Regions from separate parts of the Mus musculus genome. Here region 2 is linked to region 1. A link is a contact called in public HiChIP or PLAC-seq data. All regions are on one chromosome and are shown on one strand. The core of a region is the stretch at or near the end of the contact, and the rest is flanking DNA. Distances in the headings are between cores, read along the strand shown.

What was found. HiChIP or PLAC-seq counts read pairs in DNA pulled down with a chosen protein or histone mark.
Region 2: a FOXA1 HiChIP or PLAC-seq map of pancreatic cancer cells shows a contact between it and region 1. The contact joins the promoter of Nbeal1 here to the promoter of Mpp4 in region 1. A contact is called at or near these places in 1 of 39 promoter capture datasets (liver) and 1 of 115 datasets of contacts at active chromatin or transcription factors (pancreatic cancer cells).

The regions. Positions count from the first base shown.
Region 1 is chr1:59,159,060-59,164,358 of GRCm38.p6, forward strand. It overlaps Mpp4 (membrane protein, palmitoylated 4 (MAGUK p55 subfamily member 4)), which reads right to left and starts at 2,577. Exons shown (of 22, transcript NM_145143.3): 1 at 2,473-2,577. It overlaps Als2 (alsin Rho guanine nucleotide exchange factor), which reads right to left. Exons shown (of 34, transcript NM_028717.6): 34 at 3,697-5,156. The coding sequence ends at 5,118.
Region 2 is chr1:60,177,821-60,183,119 of GRCm38.p6, forward strand. Nbeal1 (neurobeachin like 1) reads left to right here and starts at 2,779. Exons shown (of 55, transcript NM_173444.2): 1 at 2,779-2,865; 2 at 3,643-3,934. The coding sequence starts at 3,884.

The DNA of each region.
Region 1 (5,299 bases), core at 1,327-3,826:
GACCAGTCTCAGGTTGTCAGCCTTGCGGGCAAGTGCCTTTACACAGAGCCATCTCAGCAGGCCATCCATCTCTTACAATAACGGACATGTCCTGTTTTATCTACCTGCTTTCCATCTGTTTGCCTGGGTGAATTACACACTGGTGAGGGCTCAGAGGGCCTCCCTGGCCTGAACACACCCTGATGCTCCATTCTGCATATGGCACTTTGTGGTTCTTCATGGAGCTTGCTGATCAGTTGCACAATTCCTGTTAGGCGACTGTATGGAACTCTGTGACACAGGTAGTATACTGTCCTGGATGAACTCTGTGACAGTTTACTGTCCTGGCATAGTCTTCTAACCTGGAGACAATGTAACAGTGATCTGGCTATTTTTCCCCACACAGCCTTTCTGCTCCACCTTACAACCTGTCTAAATCCTAGATGACAGTCTCTCGGACATTTTGCATAGATTGAAACACATGGTAGGTAGCTCATTGTATCTTACCCTATCAATTTCAATACTCATCTATAGCAAACAATTTAAACTACTTAATTAAAAAAATAAAAATAAAAACACTGCTCTAGATTTATTTACTCTCACAAAATGAAATCCAAAATGAGTGGCCTGGTGGAATAGAAGTTTCTGCATTGCCTGTTTGACAGTGTTGAGGCAGAGACCATCCAGACTTGGGTCAGCCTCATGTGAAAGGCTCACCAGCACCCTGGCCCAGCCCTGGGGTGCACATAGCACTCATCTATCTGCTCCAAGATGGTGCATTTCCAGCTGTCATGTTTATACCTCAGCCGGCAGGATGAGGACAGGGCGAAGGAGGCAAGGGCAAAGGGAAGGTAGGGGTCTCAGGGAAAGGCTTAGAACTTGTTCTATGTGATAGATAATCACTGTCCCTGCAGAATGTGCAAGTGTCTAACTTCATGTCACTGAAGAAACAAACATAAATCAACCCCAGAATGACCTGAATGTATAACTCAACTTTTCAAGCAGTGGTGGCGCACGCCTTTAATTCCAGCACTCAGGAAGCAGAGGCAGGTGATTCTGTGAGTTTAAGACCAGACTGGTCTACAGAGCGAGTTACAGGACAGCTGGGGCTACACAGAGAAACCCTGTCTTAAAAAACACAAAAACAAACAAACAAACAAAGTTTCTTCTTACAAACACAAAATAGTTTGCAAGAAACCAATAAATTTGAAGAAACGCTACCATCATAATTGAAGAATTAACACATTGCACATTAAACCTTACCAAGTAGTCTACCAAATCAGAAAATCATTCTATCAGCGCTAATCCTGCTTGTGACTCAGGAAACCACTACAGCACAGCACTCCTGGAGTCTATTTACTCCTGCATTCAAAGTTGCTACATCCTTTCAGGGTTTTGTGTAGGCTCACATGTGTGCTTCTGTGCTATCTATCCACACTCACACGCTTAAATACACAGTATCCACATGGTAGGAGGGAGCTGTTTTCAGCTATCTTGCTTTTGGTTGGTTTCCTGTTTGTTTGGTGACAGAGTCCCATGTAGTCCATGCTGGCCTCAGACTTTCTCTCTAGTCAAGGATCACCAGATGCTCTCATCCTCCGGTCTCCACCTCCCAAGGGCTGGGGTTGTGTGACAGGCATGTGTGACCACAAATGGTTTATGTGGTGCTGGGAACTGAACCCTGGACTTCACATATGCCACACAAGCATTCTACCAGCTAAGCTATATCTTTCTTTACCTTATCCTTTTTATTACTGGTGGGGCACTATGTGGATTTAAATAATAACCTTATGTGTTTAAGTGCCTTGGTTTGAATTGCGCCAGAATGAAGGATTCTAGACAGGTGATTTATAGGGTAAAGAGGTAGGGAATAAGAAAAGGCAATTAAAAACTGTGTTATAAAGCAAGTGGTCACCATGAATACCTGGAATGTACGCAGCATTACCTTAAAATTCAGCTTTGGGTCTCTGGGGTAGCTCAGCAGGAAATGCATTCGCTGCCAAGTCTGATGACTTTGAACCCACATGGTAGGAGGGAGCTGTTTTCAGTTGTTCTCTGACCTCCACAAGCACCAGGGCTTCCACAAACGCATGCGCGCACACTTGCACACAAGCGTACACACACACACAATTAAATTGTAATTAAACATTATAATTAAAACATTTAAAGCATTTCCTTCTGCTTTAAAACAATTGCTATTCAAAGTCCTGACCTCTTACCCACTAGGCTTGTTTTCTAAAGTATTTTTCAATATGGAAATCTTGAAAAAGCCCATATGCAACCCTCCCTGAGAAATGGCCTGCTGGCTTCCTCTGCATCCAAGGCCCTCACAGAAGATGGGACAGTTTCACTTGAACTCTTTGACAACGCACTGTGCCACGCTTAAGAGATGGTACTGTAGGACAGTCAACCACTTTAACACAGACTACCCACGATTATCTGTAGCTGCTGCTGGTGCCTTCTGGAAATGCGGCATTGCGAGCAGACTCTTACCTGCAAGGATGAAAACACAGTGTTGCTCCTGGCAAGAGAGAAGCAAGCAGGAAGCACCAGGAGGCTGCTAGCTGCCAGTCACCTGATGCTCTAGAGAAAAGCTCTGTGCATCCTCTTTGGCATAATCCTGCCCTTGCAGGCTAACCCTGGACCTCTTCTAAGCCTCCGCAGCAGCCCTAGCTGTCCCTGCAAGGGAACATCTCATTTACATTATCCTCCACCACAGTGAGCTTTCTCTCACATGAGTACTACACTCCCATACAAGCCCTTAATATTTCTGTTGACTGTTTCCAGATAACAAACACCAATCGCCCCCCTTCAAATCTTTCCTACTTTTAGTTTGTTTTTTTTTTTTGAGACAGAGTCTTATGTAGCCCCGGTAGCCTCAAACTGTGTGTATAACCAAGGATAACTGAACTTCCTCCACCCTCAAGGGCTCAGACTACAAAGGTGTGCCACTACACCCACCAGAGGCTTTTACTTTTCTTAACTTCAGCTTTTCAAGGCCTAATGCAGAACACATCTGCGGGGCATAGGCAGTGGGAAAGAGTAGAGGAAAGTCGGGAAGCTCTGGGTTGGAGTCCCAGCGCAGACACAGCAAACTATAGCTATTCACCGATAGGGAAAGGGAGCCCCCAGACTGGCACTGCTGAGGGCTGCTGTGAGTTACATAGGTGCTGGTATTTCTAGTCACAGACAGTGCCTGGAGATTTAGGGTTTTCCACACACACATGAAAATTTATTGTTTTAAGCTGCAACTCAAGAACTGTGTAGAATGAGGAAAATACAGTGGTTAGGCAGCTTCTCTTAAAACTGAAATTAGAAGATTGAATTGCAACGGGTTCTCAGAGATGTGAGATGGCATGCTGCCATTTGAGAATTTCTCTGGTCCTATTGTCCAAGTTTCCATCCATTCCCACTATTAGCCCCTCCTGATCTTTCTCTGAAGGAGGTAGGTGTTCAATTACTTTGGCTTTACTAGCCAAATCTGGCATTTGTGTCTTGGCTCACAAACTAAAAATATGCGAAATGAGAAAGAGTTGGTCCCTCTCCACAGGGAGCAGCTCGGCCTGGCAGAAGACGGTAGGCGGAGAGATGCGGACAGTGCTATCCTCCTAAACCTGTTCCTCTAGCCCTTCCCTAAACAAAAACAAAGCCCACAACTGTCTTACTCACAGCAGCAGTTTTCCTTGGAGACCTTTGTCTCTGGGTTATCGGGATCAGAATTAACTTGCTCTTTGCCAGAAATTGGCTAGTAGTTAAGTGAATTAAAAACCCCAGGGGTTCCTGAGGTCTGAGGCATGGATTACAATGTGGAGAAAGAATACTGTAAACTGAGCACTCTTTAAAGTACAGTCTGCCCCATGTCATTTCTTCCACAGTCATAGAACAGCTTCGTAGAGATGAATGTCATTTATTATGAAAACTGCTGTTACATTACAGCCAACATTCCAAAACAGTATGTTAACAAATGCTTGTCTTGATTATAAAGTAGCTCGGAAATCATGATCCTTTTCAAAAGTAGTTGCCGCCTGCTGAGTCATTTCCCATGAGTCAGGCCACTGCGCTCGCCTCCGAGTACAGCAGATGAGACAGAAGAGCACCTGTGGTATCCAAACAGCTACGAGTGGCACTGCTCCAGCGCACACCCACAACCCACACTTGTGAGGCTGCTTGTAAAAGAGCAAACCGTGGTTATGCGGTGCTGTCACAATACTTCTGAGGTGGGAGAATCCCATGTGCGTCTCTCCTTCCTTCCCTTCTGAGTTCAGTGTGAGGTAGAGGGAAGACCCGCAGACTGGGCTGAGGGCCACTGTAGCTCCCTGCTTCCTCACATGTGCAGATCTTCAGTCTCCACACAAAGCTTGTGCTAAGAAGCTTACGGGCCTCCTGGGTAGGCAGTGGGCCTCGGATCAGTGAGGTTTGGAGCAGCTTGGCACGGCAGTGTTTGCACTCCAGTGTATTCCTATGTTCTTTTCAGTCAGCAGGCAGAAGATCCTATGTGGATGCATTCCACGAGGGGACCAGGATGTCATAGTCACCCCGTGGGAGCTCTCTGACCACAAATGCCTTGGTAAAGGGGCTTACAAAAGGTTAAAACTACAGTTTAAAACTTCTTCTCCCCCACCCCCACCCCTAGCAAAGTAGCATGCTGCACTTGTGCCTGGGAGAGGTCTAGGAAGGCAAGGGATGGCTGCTTCAGTTCAAGTAAAACCTGCTCCTTGCCAAAGGGTATTGGGTAACTGCAAATGGAATTAGACAAACCAGGAGCTTAAACACAGTCATCAACTTCTTTTCATCTAAGCAGCTTTCCTGGAAAGGTTTCCTGGAACTGCATGGAGCTGAGAGCTTTCACTACAGGAAAGGGTAACCAGTTTCCTTTTCTAAGTAGGTGTGTGGATCTCAGCACAGGCCAAAGACTCTACTCTATCCCTATCTCCTTTTCCAGTCTCCATTTGAATGATACAGTATGTTTTCCATGCTGGGCTCTAATTATTAGTAAGGCTCAGAAATTACAACCAAAATAGCACAAAAGTCCATTCTGTATTCAACACTGTTCTTTGCCCCATCAGCCTCCAGTCGGTGCCTGTGCCATAGCTGTAGCCTCCGCAGCAGATAATCCGGTCCTCAAGCTGTCAGGCGCCCTAGTTAAGCTTCTCCCGCTGAATCTGGAAGTAACAGGCCTGAAAATCCAAACAAATTCAGATTCAGTTTCTTTAAGACTTGGGAAAAAACAATCCCTTACTGAAGGCACATTGTCTACCTCACCAAGCTCTCTCCAGCCAATGGCTACTGTAGCCTAACAACAACAAACACTTGCCCTCTA
Region 2 (5,299 bases), core at 1,529-4,028, 1.0 Mb after region 1:
CAGCACTTGGGAGGCAGAGACAGGCAGATTTCTGAGTTCAAGGCCAGCCTGGTCTACAGAGTGAGTTCCAGGACAGCCAGAGCTATACAGAGAAATCCTGTCTCAAAAAACCAAAAAAAAAAAAAAAAAAAAAAAAAAAAAAAAAAAAAAAAAAAAAGAAGAAGAAGAAGACCAGTGCTAGACAGCAAAAGAAGAAAGTACAATTTAAAGAGTAGTTTTTGTATAAAAAGCTGAAGGAGGGGCTAGAGAGAACGCTGCTTTCCAGAAGATCTTCAATCCAAGCACCCATATGATGGCTAATACCTGTCTGCAACTCCAGCCCCAAGGATACCCTCTGTAGGCACTGCACTAACATAGGTGGAACACACAGGGGTATGTGAGTACACAGACATTCATGTCACATAAAATAAAATCTACAAATTAAAAAAACAAAGAAGCCCAACTGTGGTGGTGCATATTTTGAGTTCTAGCATTCTGGAGGCCGAAGTGTACAGATCTCTATGAGGTCAAGACCAGCCTGGTCTACTTAGCAAGTTACTACAGGCTAGCCAAGGCTACATAGTGAAACTCTGTCCCAAAGCTAGCCAAGGAACTTTGAAGGTATACTTTGCAAACAACTTGTTCTTAACTCTGTCCTGATGGAGTGAAAGTAACTAAGGGCAATGGTGAACAGGTGTGGCAGTGTTAAGAAAACTTTCATCTAACACTCACATATCAACGGGAGAAGAGGCCTTTCAAACCTTATAAAGGCACATTTGTTCTTCATATCACAGAAAGAAGTCTTCAGGCACACATTGTAAATAGCTAGCTCAGCACTGCTAATGGTTTGCTTGTTTTGTGTTAACCCTTAGCCCAGTTGATCCTAGGGAGGAATACAGGGCTTTGTGCTTTTGAGACTATGAGGCAAACACACACACACACACACACACACACACACACAGAGAGAGAGAGAGAGAGAGAGAGAGAATCAGCAGACAAAGAAGCTCCAACACTGAGAATCTCAGAGACAAGGCTGCCCACCTGACCAGAGAAGGAAGAGTATAAACTTTGGAATGATTGATTGCCTCTGTTTCCACTCTGTTCCAGCCAAACTGGCTGGAGATCAGAAGGTAAGTGAATAGGCTGTTGTTAATCAGTTGTCTCCTCAGATCACAGGGTTTTTAAATAATGTTACTGAAGCTTAATGATTTAATTCCCGTCCTCTACTCATTGATGTTTGTTGTGAAGGATAACGGGAACTCTACATTTTGGTGACAGAATCACAAAATTTACTTTCACCTTTGATATCCAAGCTACTGCATGGTCTGCAAAACGGAATTATTTATCCTGTGATTCTTGACAAGAAAAACTTGTAGATTAATCTAATAAGCGAGAATAGATAAGGGCTGGAAGATGGCTCAGTGGTTAAGAGCATTTGCAGCACACAAGACAATGTTCCCAGCACCCATGTCAGGAGCCCCCACCCCCACCCAGACCTCCAGCTCCCAGGGATAAGATATCTTCTGGCCTCAGAGGGTATACAAACATATGTGGCACAAGGACGCACACAGGGCATGTGGGGGCATTAGTATATTTTAAAAATAAAGGTCACATAGTGAACCCCCATGATGGCATTAGTAGCTTTACATTTATTTATCTATTGTGCATGTGTATATGCCAGAGGATAATTTTCATGAGTAGGTTCTTGCTTTCCATTTAGTGAGCTAGGGTCTCTTGTTTGTGGCCAGGGCTCGCTGGCCCTCCAGTCTCCATCTTGCATTTCAGGAGGTCTGGCTTGCACAGCAAGTCATCTCCCTCCCTTTCCTTTCTTCTTCTTTTCTTTTGTGGCAAGGTCTCATGCGGCACAGGTTGGTCCCAGACTTGCTAGGTAGCCCATGTCAGCGCTGAACTCCTGATCTCTCTCCCTCCATCTCCTAAGTGCTAGATCACAGACCTGTTTCTTCAGGGTGGCTTCGATTATTTCTGAAGCTTAGTGATTACATATAGAAGTTCATTTTATTACTTTGTTTCCTTGTGTGTGCTTGTTAGGAATCAAACACAGGGCATCTCAGATGCTAAGCTGCTCTAAAACTGATTTTTTTATATGTTTGTAAAATTTCACAATAGTTTCTTAAATGTTTAGATTTAAAAGGTTAATCTTACGCTTTTCTCCTCTCTTAAAACAATAGCAACAACAACAACCTTAAGAAAGTGTGTGCAGCTAATAAGACTGCCTTTTGCTTCTTTTTCTGAAAGACGGAACTCATTCCGTACAGCAGTCTCCTTGGAACAGACACAGAATGGCAGTGACAGTACAAAGGCAACGACGCCAGAACAGGTAAAGATTTCTTTTCTTCTTTTTTCGCTTTTGAGCTCTGTCCCAGGACCAATCCCATTTCTACAAAGAAATCAAATCGAGATCCCTTCGAGACGCCCTAGGGTCGCCGGTCCTCAGCTGATTCGCAGAGGCGCCGCCAGGCGAGGAAAGTTCCGTCCGCCCCACCTAGCAGGGGCGGGGAGCGACGTCAGCACGTCGGCCCTCACGTCCAGCTGGGTGACTACTGACCGGAATGCCCAGGCTGGCTCCGACCGCTTTCAGAGCCTGAGCGAGGGCACTGCGGCTGCGCAGGCATGCCGGGGGAGGGGCTTCGGGGCTGAGCGGCCCTCGAGGAGCGGCTGCCGGAGGGCCGGGTAAATCCCCAGAGGCCGGAATGATTAGCCCAGGGGCTGCTCCGCCCCTGGCTCCTCCCACCCCGCGTCGGCGCTACCCCGCCTCCGCCTCCGCCTCCCGCCCGGCTTCGGGGTGACACGGGGCTTCGCCGCGGGCAGGGCGGAGGGCAGCAAGTTAGCCCGCGGCGGGGTGGCGCCGGCGGGCCTGTGAGCGTGGTGAGGGGACGCCGAGGTCGGGCGGAGGCTGCCGCGGGGCGGGAAGGCCCGGGGGAATGCGGCGCAGGGCTGCAGCCTGAGGGGCGGCGGCGGCGGGCGAGGGGGCGCGGCCGGCCCGGGCGGGTCTGGCTGCGGCCGGTTGGCGTGGGTCCCGGGTCTGGGTCCCAGAGCGCTCCGGGCCGCGCTTCTGAAGTTGATTGGCACGCCTGACGTTTGTCTCTCTTGTTCGTAACGGGGACGCAGGGAGGAAATGGAAAGGTCCCCGGACTGCTGCGAGGCGGGGTCTGGGGTCGTCCCACGGGAGGTGGTCCTTGCCACGGTGTGTGAGCCCCTTTCTTCTTGGGTGGAGAGGTGGAAGCCAGGTAGGCAGGATGACTTTCGCTGTGTGGATGGTTAAAACAAACAAACCAGGAATTCCTCGGGCCCTCCCCCCACGCCCTGCCCTGCAACGCAGCAAACATTCCCAGCAACTTTTAAGAAGCTGGCGAGAAATCTCGGATATTTGTTGTGTTTGATCTGTGCTCCTGGTTAAAGGAAGGCGTGAGTAGGGAGCCGTCTTCCTTCCCATCTACCGCAGTTTTGGTTGTGAATCTGCCTGGAAGGTTTTAGTATTTTATGTTGATCATTAGTCGTGGTGTGCCAAACAGGAGTTTCTGGAATATCTAATCACATTAAAAATTTATCCCTTTGAATGGGGTGATCAAGGCAGACGGATATCTGGATTTTTTTTTTTCAAATGTGGCTTAAAAAAACTTAGGATATTTTTGTATTTCACAGACCTATTTACGAGACCAGCTACCCCTGATGAAGAAGTGTTGGAGTAGTTGCTGAAATTGACCCTTATTGACCTGAGACAGTCTTATTTGTTCTACGAATTTTTTTTTTTGTTTTTTTTTTGTTTATTCCACTGCTTTGAGCTTTACTGTAACGGCTGATAAACTTGGAAAATAAAGTAATATGATATGGTCTTGAACCGTCTTTTTGAGGAAATATTAAAGTACCAGAGTGGAAAGCCAGAATGGCAGCCAGAGAGAGGCTCTTTGAACTTTGGATGCTTTATTGTACAAAGGTAATTTGCTTTCCTTTTATTTCTGTACTTAAAATTACTTGATTATAAAATTTTGTATCCAGCATTATGACCTTATTGTGTAGTGTGTTTGTGCATATTGATAATCCTGAACTGGCAGGTGTGGTGGTGCATACCTTTAGTCCCAGAACAGAGTCCTAGAACAATGCCGGGCCAGGTGGTGTTATGTGAGTTTGAGTCTATCCTAGTGGACGTAAGACATTTCCAGGACAGCCAGGGCTGCAATTCTCAAAACAGAACCCCAAACAACTCCCCCATCCTGAATTTAAAAAACATGCAAGAGAAATAAATAAATTTTAAAAAACATGTAAGAGATCTTGAATTTCCCATATTTATTTTTCAGTTTTGAGTACATTGACAATATTGGCCTGCTATTAAAAACTTACAAATATTTCTTTGATATATCTTCAGTGATCTCAAAATTATATAGGTAGATTGTACCTATAAAAGAAAAATAAAACTCTTATTGTTTGTAGGATATGTGGGGGGGCCACATGGGTGCCTTGGTACTTTTTTAGAGGTCAGGGGACAATTGTGTGGATTTGGTTGTCCCTCTCCACATTTATATAGGTTCCTAGGATTGAATTTAGGTCATCAGGATTGTGTGGCAGGTGCTTTACCCATTGAGCCATCTTATCTGCCCCAAATATTTTATTTTTCTGCTATTTTTTTCTTCCCTTAATTGGGGGTAAAGACAGTTTTGTTTGGACATTAAACTTTTTTTTCCCCCTTCCCCTAAACTTTTTTTAATCAACCTTTTAAATTATTTTTGAAGGTTATTGATTGAGGTAGTTATTACAGGATTAACATTATGTTAGCATATACTAGCATTATCTCATTTAATACTAACTAGGTTCTAGTGAGGTAGGTATTGTAATTATCCTTTTATTCGGGAGAACTGGTGTAGTTGTGAGTTTGGAATTCAGAAATATCTGATTCAGGCCTATCATTTTGCCATTCAGAAATACATTTCTTTGACTTCCTTCATGTAAATTTTTGCATAGTAAATTTGATCTTAGGCCATTGGGAAGGGTGTTCCTTAAAGGGTGTTTCTCAAGTGAGGATCTACGTTAGTACTTTGAAGATACAGCAATGATCAGAGAACCATTCATTCCCAGTCTGTTGGTTAACTTAGGTCTGTGTGGTTATGTTCTCAGATCACACAGCCTGTAGTTTTGCATTATATATTCAAGTTTGTTTTTGAAGTAAAATTTCATCTTACTAACCAGCAATTTATCCCGTAAGAAGTCATCTCATTTCCACTGTTATTTTTCTTAACTTCCTGGTTTGATAGTCATACATTTTTTTTGGTTTTTTTTTTGTTTTTTTTTTTCGAAACAGGGTTTT